Linked DNA regions of Macaca fascicularis: region 2 is linked to region 1. Evidence: chromatin contacts called from public Hi-C data. All regions are on one chromosome and are shown on one strand. The core of a region is the stretch at or near the end of the contact, and the rest is flanking DNA. Distances in the headings are between cores, read along the strand shown. Region 1 holds the start of DNAAF2 (dynein axonemal assembly factor 2). Region 2 holds the start of KLHDC2 (kelch domain containing 2).

Region 1 (4,980 bases), core at 1,591-4,090:
TAATAACTGTGTGAGTAACTGGATAAGTAACTGGCTGAGTTACTTTTCCTCTCTGGAAGTAAATTATTCTTCTCTACTTTCTAAGCTCGGAAAAAATGATTTACTAACTTCAAATGCCCATTATAGAGTGCTTTTTAAACTTCTTTGTGTTACAAACCCCTTTTAAGAACATAACTAAAATTATAGCCCTTCTCCCCGGAAGAGATCACTCCCTACTTTTTGCATACAATTCCAGAGGTCTACGGCTCCCTGAAAATTCATTTAAGGTCTCCTTCCGAGTCAATGGACCTCAGGAAACAACGCATTCGAGGTAACTTTGAAGATCTGAAACCCATCCACCAGATGCGATGCATGTTGTTTTTTTTTTTTTTTTCAAAATACGCTTAACAAGCACTGACATCTTTCATCATGTGCATCAGTGCAAGTCATTACAAGAAAAGTTATAATGGAAAATGCTTTGTTTAGGATAAACTGAAAAGGTGCCCGTAATGGCAGGTTTTTGTTTTTTTTTTTGAGATGGAGTCTCGCTCTGTCGCCCAGACTGTTCTGCAGTGGCACGATATCGGCTCACTGCAACCTCCGCTTCCCGGGTTCAAGCGATTCTCGTGCCTCAGCCTCCCAAGTAGCTAGGACTACAGGCGCCCGCTACCATGCCCTGCTAATTTTGTATTTTTAGTAGAGACAGAATTTCATCATATTGGCCAGGCTGGTCCAGAACTCCTGACCTCGTGATCCGCCCGCCTAGGCCTCCCAAAATGCTGGGATTACAGGCGTGAGCCACCGCGCCCGGCCCGTAATAGCAAATTTTTTAAGTGAGATGGGATATTTCAAATATGAGGACTCTGGAAAGAACTGTTACCTCCAAAGAATCGTTGTTTACACCATAATACCACTCTCTCCAATGTCCTTGGCTCTCTGGAGATTTTGCCAGTTCTATCACTGCATTGTTTGAAGAAATGCTAATCACAGGTTCTGTGGTACTCAATTTATTCTCTGGAGCAAATTGCAAAAAGAAGGAATAAACTAAGTCTTGTGTGGAGAAGCGTAATTTGTACCAGAGGGGATTCAAATCTCCTTGAAGACTTTGCGGCTGGATCCGAGGCACCTGAATGAGCAGAGTCAAGGTTTCTTTGTCCTGATTACACAGTAACGGAGGACACAAAGGCTCCCCGCTCTTGGTCCCGGGACCACCCATGGCGCGGGCTGAGGGCTCGCAGCGCTTGCCCTCCGACTCCGCGCGCGTCTCCACACCGGTATCTCCGCGCGCACTCTCTCTTCCCGCATAAGACTCCCAGGCAAGGCCCCGGCAGGACGTACAAAGGGAGCCTCCGCCACCAGGTGAGTTCTCTCCTCCGGGAGATGGTTCCTCCACGCTGCCCGGCGGCGACCCCGCGTGCGTGCTCAAGTCCTGCTCCCCCGGCTTGGGGACACGTTCCTCTCCAGCGCCGGCCGGCGGGGACGCCACCTTGGGGTCGCCCACGGTGGTGACCCCAGAGCTCGCAGCCCCAGCCACGCAGGTATCGCGGCCTCCGTCCTCGGCGGGACTCCCCACGGGTCCCGCCTCCCCCTCGTGAACGGAAGTGCAGGCCTGGCCGTCAGTTCCGGACGGGTCCAAGGACTCTTCCGGCGTGGCGGCGGCGACTGCGCCGGCGACGGCGGGATCCCGGCGCGCGGCCGGTAGTACCACTGGCAGCGTAACCACCAGCTGCCGCCGGGCCTTGTTGAATTGTGCCTTGCCGCGGCCGTCGTCCACTGGGTACGGGAGCGATAGCCGCAGCCGGTAGTCGGGTTTCCTTGAGTCGAGGCACAGCAGCTTTCCCGTCACCTCCAGCGCCGCCTGCGCGGCCGAGCGCAACAGCGGCAGTTCTATGGTGACCACCAGTTCATGGGGTACGGGGCTCGGGGCTGAGTCCCGGGAGCAGCGGTAATCCTGGAGGTCCACGTGGTGGCGCTGCACCACGCTGTAGCGGGGCTCAGTGGGGGCGGGCTGCAAGGCCGCTTCCGGAGGGGAGGGCGCCCGGGGCCCGTGGGTTGCAGAGTTCCCGGAGGTTGCCGGGTACTGGTAGGGGTAGGGGAAGTCCGGGAGAGGACCCTTCGGCTCCTCCTCAGGCCTGGCCAGGATGACCCCGGGCAGGGGTGTGCGCAGCACCGCAGCCTCGGGGGTCCCCTTATACTTGGCTTTCAGGGTCTTGGCATTCCTGCGGTCCAGCTTCACGCCGAACTGCTTCTCGACTGCCTCCAGGGCCGTAGCGTCCAGCATCTGGCGGAAGCCCTCGTGCCGCCGGGCCAGCGCTAGCGCGTCTGGATGGAAGACCACGTCGTAGACCATGTATCGGCTGCTGTTGCGCCCCGCGTACTCACGGCCTGGCGCCAAGCTGTAGGGCAGGGACCAGTGACTGCCAGGAGCTGCTCCCCGGTCGTCATCGGAGCCGGGCCGGCTGCTGGGCGCGCCCACCAGCGCATTGCTGCAGACGTTCACGAAGCAGCGCCGTGTCCCGTCCAGGCTGGTGCGCAGCACGTGCCCCGGCTCCGGGTGCACGAACCGCACCTCCACCCCGCGCTCACGCTCTAGCGCGGTGATCTCCGCCTCGTAGCGCCGCCGGTTCTCCGGGTTGGTGAGCTCCTCGGCGTACTGGGAGAACATTCGCCGGAACTCCGGGTCCTGGAAGGCGGAGGTGAGCCGCTGGACCTCCTCTCCACTCAGGTCTAAGTCCTCCAGCGACGAGGAGGCCTCCGCTTTGGCCATACTGCCCTGTGGCTTCTCGCCCTCTGGCCAAGGGGGATCAATCTGAGACTGGCTTGGGGGATCCGCCTCAGAGTCTCTTGGCAGCCGAGAGTGACGCGGTGGAGATCAGTAAGCGGTGGAGATCAGTAACGGCTGGAAAATTGAGCCTTGAGCAGCGCGTGCTTGTTGCCATAGTGACACCACTAACATTCGGGAGGAGGGGTAGAAATCTTGGTGGAATAGGCTGGGCGCGTGGTTCAGGCCTGTAATCCCAGCACTTTGGGAGGCCGAGGTGGGCGGATCACGAAGTCAGGAGATTGAGACCATCCTGGCTAAAACGGTGAAACCCCGTCTCTACTAAAAATACAAAAAAATTAGCCGGGCTAGGGGGCGCCTGTAGTCCCAGCTACGTGGGAGACTGAGGCAGGAGAATAGCGTGAACCCGGGAGGCGGAGCTCTTGCAGTGAGCCGAGATCGCGCCACTGCACTCCAGCCTGGGCGACAGAGCGAGACTCCGTCTCAAAAAAAAAAAAAAAAAAGGAAATAATGGTGGAATAGTGGAAATGCCAGAAATAGCCCTCTTAGATTCTTCAAACTAACTCACCGCTGTACTTTCTCTGTTTTATAGATTCCTGTGCCATAGTGCAGTTACTTACTTCTGCAGAATAATTATCGTAGTAACTGTCATAATTTCCAGCATTACGTGCATTATCCCATTCATTGCTCACACCACTAAAAGATAAAAACCTCATCCCCCTTTCACAAACAAGAAGATGGGACCTGAGAAATTGAACCGAGGTCACATAGCCAGTGTATTCAACAGGCGAATCCAAACCTAAGTTTATCTGCGTTTTTCACTTTGCTAAACCAACATTTCAATCTTTTTTGTTGTTGTTGAGATAGTCTCACTCTGTCTCCCAGGCTGGCATGCGGTGGCGAGATCTTGGCTCACTGCAGCTTTAGCTTCCCGGGTTCAAGCAATTCTCCTGCCTCAGCCTCCCAAGTAGCTGGGATTACAGGTGCCTGCAACCACGCCGGGCTAATTTTTGTATTTTTAGTAGAGATGGGGTTTTACCATGTTGGCCAGGCTGGTCTTGAACTCTTGACCTCAGGTGATCCACCCTCCTCGGCCTCCCAAAATGCTGGGATTACAGACGTGAGCGATGGCGCCCGGCCAACCTTTCAATCTCAGTGTTCCTCCTTTGCATTTTCTGGCGATTCCACTATAATATTTACCCAGTAAAAACTCATTTAGGGCAAGACATATGGGCAGGGTGTTCATAAACAATTGCCAGTGGCCCGTGAACATATAAGACTACATTAATAATAAAAATGCAAATATACCACATTTAAACTACCAAAATAGCAAAGCTCCTTATAGTTACTGTGTTTCCTTGGGGTGGGAGTAGACTTTAGTAAAATCTTTTTAGAAAGCAGTTGTGCAATTGTATCAACACCATTTATTCATTTGTGTATGTATGTATATATTTTTGAGACAGGATCTCACTCTGTTACCCAGGCTGGAGTGCAGCTTCAACCTCTCCGGGGCTCAAGCAGTACTCCTGCCTCAGCCTCCCAAGTAACTGGGACTACAGGCATGCGCCACCATGCCTGGCTAATTTTTTAAGTTTTTGTAGAGATAGGGTTCTCACTGTGTTGCCCAGGCTGGTCTCCAACTCCTGGATTCAGATGATCCTCACACCTTGGCCTCCCAGAGTGCTAGGATTATAGGCGTGAGCCACCACACCAGGTCCAAAACCCTTTTTTTTTTTTTTTTTTTTTTGAGGCTATCTCACTCTTTTGCCCAGGCTGGAGTGCAGTGGTGCAATCATGGCTCACTGCAACCTCCGCCTCCCAGGTTCAAGCAATTCTCGCTGCCTCAGCCTCCCAAGTAGCTGGGATTACAGTCACTCACCACCACATCCGGCTAAGTTTTGTATTTTTAGTAGAGATGGGGTTTCACCATGTTGGCCAGGCTGGTCTCCCACCTTTGACCTCAAGTGATCTGCCCACGTCAGCCTCCCAAAGTGCTGGGATTACAGGCATGAGCTACCGCGCCTGGCCTAAAACCTTTCTAATGTGCTTTTTTTTTTTCACCCAAATGCCCTTAGAGTATTTGACACAATACTCTTAGAACATTCTCAAGGTGACATCATTTATGATTCTAAAGGTTTGAGAAGAATCTACAAATTCAACAATGGAACTGATTGAGCAGGTTTTGGTAGAGCCACACAACAGAATTTTGTACAACCATT
Region 2 (5,587 bases), core at 1,247-3,746, 150 kb after region 1:
ACAGGCAATCTGCTAAGAGATTGCAAGGACAAAGAAATCTCACCTTTTCATATAGCCAAGCAGATACAAAGCATTACATACACGGTCTCAAGAAAAACAATAACTAGTCTTCCAGTAAGAGGACTTAACAGTACCACTTGTCACACACAGTTCATCCTAGATTCACCTGATAAGGTGACTGTGTTAGCTGATTAGCTGTATTCAGAGGAAAAGCAAACTTCTCATATCTTTGACAGAAGGTGGTTTTGCAACATGCGCAAGAGGCCACTGAAGTTAAGCTCATACTTCAAGCTTAGAATTTAACAGGGGAAACTAACAATAGACAAGTAATTAATTACATGATGGTTTTAATAAGTGGTATGGAGAAGTACCAAGGATGCTAACAGCATCTAATAGGGAACCTAAAAGTAGACTGGGGCATCCAGAAAGGTTTCCCCAAGGAAGTTTCAACTGAATTGAGAGGTGAAGAATAAGTTATGGCCGAGTGCAGTGGCCCTGTAATTCCAGCACTTTGGGAGGCCGAGGTGGGAGGATCACTTGAGGTCAGGAGTTCGAGACCAGCCGGGCCAACACGGCCAAAACCCATCTCTACTAAAAATACAAAAATTAGCCGGGAGTGGTGGCAGACACCTGTAATCCCAGCTACTCGGGAGGCAGAGGCAGGAGAATCATTCGGATCTGGGAGGCGGAGGTTGCAGTGAGCGAGATCGAGCCATTGCACTCAAGCCTGGGGGACAAGAGTGAGACTGCTCTCAAATACAAAAACAAACAAACAAAAAGGTGATAGAAGGGTAATGTAGCTGTAGCTGGAAGGAGGACCCAGCCAGGAATTGAAGCTGGAAAGGCAAGCTGGGGCTGGACCATGCTGAGTCTTCTTGCACAGCACTGTGATATGAATTATTATTATTATTATTATTATTATTATTATTGAGACGGAGTTTCATTCTTGTTGCCCAGTCTGGAGTACAACCATGCCCTCTCGGTTCACTGTGACCTCCACCTCCGGGCTTCAAGAGTTTCTCCCGCCTCAGCCTCCCAAGTAACTGGGATTACAGGCACCGGCCACCCCGCCTGCGTAATTTTTTTGTATTTTTAGTAGAGAAGGGGTTTCGCCATGTTGGCCAGACTGGTCTCGAACTCCTGACCTCAGGTGATCCTCCTGTCTCAGCCTCCCAAAGTGTTGGGATTACAGGCGTGAGCCACCGCGCCCAGCCGAGATTTGAAATTTGGATTCTACTAAGGACGACGGGAGCCAGCACAAGGTTTTCAAGTGACTTGATCAGATTCCCAAGGTTGGTTCACAAGGAACTTCGATAATCGCAGTCTAGTGAGCATAATTGCACTGGGAGAAGGCACTGCTGCAAGAATCCTGTGAGCCAGACAGATGAGGGCACCAACCAGGATGGGTGGCAGATAAGGTCTTAACAGCCTCAAGGTGATTTGCTTCCTTGTTGAAGGCTTTAATTAATCCTCTTAAGTAACTTTCAAGTTCTTGAGTTCAAGTAAACACACTGGTCCACTAGGGGAGGAGTGTCAGGCTATAAACATTTTAATAATTAAAAAGAAAAGGCTTTAATTGGTCAAAGTATTCATTTTCTATGGAGTGCTCCCAACCAGAAGATGAGGGAAATGGAGATAATGAAGCACGCCCCTCCTACCAAACACGATAAATTCTAGAGGCACTGTGAGATCAGGAATTTAAGGTGTATTTTTGTCCCACCCTGTTTTACAGGTGAGGTATCAAGTACGGTAACTCGTAATTTTCTTTTGGCCCAATCGAAAGGTATCATATAAAACAAAAGAAAGCTGTGTATGCGTGAAAAGGATCCGCCTTCCTCTCTGAAGAAAAGGGTGATTACGGCTTCGGAAACGCTTTTCAACCCAACACTGCTGCCCGGCTGGCGGCAACGGCGGCGGCGGCAACGACAGATTCCTGCAGAAGCGGCGCCCGGCAGGGGCGGCGGGAGCTCGGGAGAGGCCGCCGGGGATAGGGCGGGGCCCCGCGTGAGAGCTAAGCGCCTGCCCTCGCGCCCGCAGGACAGCAGGGCCTGCATCGACTCTAAGGCGAGACCAGAAACTTGCTAGTGGAGCAATTCTGGTGCCCCTGCCAGGGCTGTGAACCCTCTGAGATCATCCCTCAATCAAACGAATAGAAATTCTCGGGAAGAAAAAAAAAAAAAATTGCAGGAATCCGGCTAAAATTCAGCAGCTTTCAGGGACCGATTCAGGGCATTATCCCTGTGGTTCCCTCGGCGAAAGGAGACTCGAAGCGCGACTGGAAGTCGCCGGGCCCCACAGAGCTGCGGTGCCCAGGCCGTAGGCTGTGGCGCGGGCGGAGGCGGCGGCGGCGGCGGCGGCGGCGGCGGCAGCGGCAGCGGGAGGACTCGGCGCTGGGGGCGCTGAGCGGCAGCCTCGCTTCCGGAGCTCGGCGGGCGGCGTCAGAGGAACGGGCGGCTTCCGGTCGGGGCGTAAACAAGGCCGTGGGCTGCAGGAGGCGGGGCGGACGGGCTGCAAGAGGGAGCCGGCCAGACCCGGATCTCTTCCCCGCCGTGCTCCGGGTCCCGGGCCCGCGCCGCCGCCGCCTGGCTCCGCTCGCGGCCCCGCTGTCTGCAGGCGTGCCCCGGCGGCGGCGGAGAGCCGTCCTCGGCCGAGGAGGCTGGTAAACGCGAGCGCAGGCGGCAAAGAGGCCTTAACGCCGTCCCTTTTGCCGCCGCCTTCTTTTTGCCGCGCGCCACTGTGCATTTCTCTCCTTTTCCTTTGTTTCTTTGGCCCCTCGCGGGTGTGGGCATTCCTGGTGAGCAAAAGTGCAGCCTCAAGATGGCTGATGGCAACGAGGATATGCGGGCGGACGACTTGCCGGGGCCAGCCTTCGAGAGCTATGAGTCCATGGAGCTCGCCTGCCCCGCCGAGCGCAGCGGCCACGTAGCCGTCAGCGACGGGCGCCACATGTTCGTCTGGGGCGGCTACAAGGTCAGTGAGTGGCCGGGCCGCGGCAGACGTCGCTCGGCTGTGACTTGGGTCTGGGTTCGCGGCCAGGCGGGGAGGCCAGAGCGGCCCGCCAAGGGCGCTCCCCGCCTCCGTCGCGCGCCCCACCTCAGACTCTGCCCGTTGGTTGGTTTTTCTTGCGCGCGGGAATCTTCCTTCTCTCGAGTCCCCCAACCCGTCTCGAACCTCCAGGGCTGCTGGCACGTCAACCTGGTGCTCACAAAGCCAACTCACTCCCACCCCCGTTGTTGCCATTGGAGCGTTATTCCGGGGAAGGCCCTGTTAATGTTGCTTGGGCGGTGCATTCGGAAGGGTTGGGGTGTGTAAGGTGACGGTGTGTGATATCACTCAGACGCGTTATCAGGACGGCCTACGAGGACTTTACCCTCTGGAGCTAGAAACCGCTGCCCACTTAACGGGGAGTCCGAGGTGTAGGAAAACTGGAATTCCAAAAGGTTACAGGAATCACCTTATTCAGCCTTCTCGCCTGTGCAAATGGCCATCATACTATTGTTTGAACCTCTCAGGACTATTTTCCTTCTGGCTTCAGCTGGGTGAAGTTTTTCAGCAGACACCCGTATTAAAGATAATGGAAAAGCTCCACCAGTAACCAAAAAATCCACAGCATCAAATGAACACAGAGTGCAGCTCTTTGACTCTCCGATCCCCTGGTTATAAACAACGTGATTAGTTAGCAGTTTAAAGCCAGTTGCCCTTCTTTACCCTGCTACCTCGGAAATCTAAAATTTTATTTGCTGGGATGGCTCTGATCCAGTCCTACCACAAAATTCCTCTTTGGTCTTGAAAATGTTCTCCGCCCTCCCTATGCCCATGCCTTGTGATTGCTTTTAGCTTATGGTACAGTTGATTTGATCATAGTTGACCATTTTTGAGACAGCTTTCAAAGATAGCTGTCCTGATACTTTAATTTGGTTTAACTGCAGAAGTAATTTTTTGCCAATCCTAATTAATCTGCAGTGTTTTTCCCAGTCTCCGGTGAATGTGGTTAGAAAATAGAAAGGGGGGCTGGGCGCGGTGGCTCACTCCTCTAATCCTAGCACTTTGGGAGGCCAAGGTAGGTGGATCACCTGAAGTCAGGAGCTGGAGACCAGTCTGGCCAACATGGTGAAACTCCGTCTTTACTAAAAATACAAAAAAAATTAGCCGGGCGTGGTGACGGGCGCCCTAATCCTGGCTACTTGGGAGGCGGAGGTTGCAGTGAGCTGAGACGGCGCCATTGCACTCCAGCCCGGGCAACAAGAAGGAAACTGTCTCAAAAATACTTTAGAAAGGGGTAGGGAATTGCAAGGAGGGGGGCAAGCATGTAGTCACCCTTATAAAAATGTAAATTAATTCCCCTGGAGAAACCTGTCAATTACACTTCTGTCTAAGCTACCTAATTCATAATTGTATTTTTAAAATGACAGCATGAAAGAATGAGACTTTGGGAGTGGGGCAGGGGAGGATTCTCAATGTGGAGTATTTCTTGTGGTGGATTTAAAAAGGCCTGGATGATTGGGACTGATTCAGGGAGAAGCACACAATCACTGAATTGGATGGTTCTGAAACAGACTGCCCTCCCCATTTATGGCTGGTGGCTGGAACTCTGAGGGTAGGCACAGAAGCCCTTGGAGACTGTTTCAAAGGCAATAAACCTTGGCTTCCTACATAGTAGGCAGTTTTCCTCCCCAGGACAGGCTGGTCACCTCTGGGTCAGCCCACTTCCAGCCTTTCCCTTCATCACCGGTGGGGTGGAAAAAGAAGTGTTTACATGGTCAACTGTTCTGTTTCTGTATGTTTATTATTCAAGCTTGCTGGACTTTGACACCCATTTTTGGCTAGCCGCAGTCGTGTACTGTATCAACATTGTTTGGAAAGTGGCTAGGGAGGGTCAAAGGCAGGGAATGTCAAGCAGTTGTTAAAGTTCAGGGAAAGGATAGAATCCTGGCGCCACCATTACTTCATAAATAACCTTGGGCAAATTACTTAAACTCTAAACTCATTTTCTCATAAAATCAGCTATTTTTTAGGGTTGTTGTAAGGATTACATAAAGCAATCCATGGATAGCTTTCAGCTGCAGCATATGGTAGGCTCAGTCTGTGTTAGGAATTAATACCTGAAGGGAAATGGAGCAGAACAAAGAACTTAAAATTCTGCATGAGGATTTAATATTTTGCATATTTGCAGTTCTGCCCTCTCTGTTGCTGCTTAGAGAATGAATAGGTGAAAGGAAGGCGTGCCTAGAAAACCACGCATCGTGTTAGTGTGGATCAGTGTGGATCAGGCAATTTCAGTAACAGCCTGCTGACGATGGCACAGGTAGTCTCCCGAAGTCTTGCAGCTGAAATTTGGTGCATGGTTCTGTTCAGGATAAAGCTGCCTTAGAGAGTTCCCAGAGATCTCTTGGCTGGGCACAATGGCTCACAGCCTGTAATCCCAGCACTTGGGGAGGCTGAGGTGGGTGGATTGCTAGAGGTCGGGAGTTTGAGACCAGCCTGGCCAACATGGTGAAACCCTGTCTCTACTAAAAATACAAAAATTAGCCAGGTGTGATGGCAAGCTATCTGTAGTCCCAGCTACTCAGGAGCTGAGGCATGAGAA

The links. A called contact is a pair of places that touch in the nucleus more often than the background predicts.
Region 2: a Hi-C map of skeletal muscle shows a contact between it and region 1, with 6 times the contacts expected there. The contact joins the promoter of KLHDC2 here to the promoter of DNAAF2 in region 1. A contact is called at or near these places in 2 of 2 Hi-C or Micro-C datasets (liver and skeletal muscle).

Annotation. Positions count from the first base shown.
Region 1 is chr7:117,549,772-117,554,751 of T2T-MFA8v1.1, forward strand. DNAAF2 (dynein axonemal assembly factor 2) reads right to left here and starts at 2,841. Exons shown (of 2, transcript XM_005595162.4): 1 at 860-2,841. The coding sequence starts at 2,746.
Region 2 is chr7:117,696,871-117,702,457 of T2T-MFA8v1.1, forward strand. It overlaps KLHDC2 (kelch domain containing 2), which reads left to right and starts at 2,497. Exons shown (of 13, transcript XM_005561196.4): 1 at 2,497-2,970. The coding sequence starts at 2,818.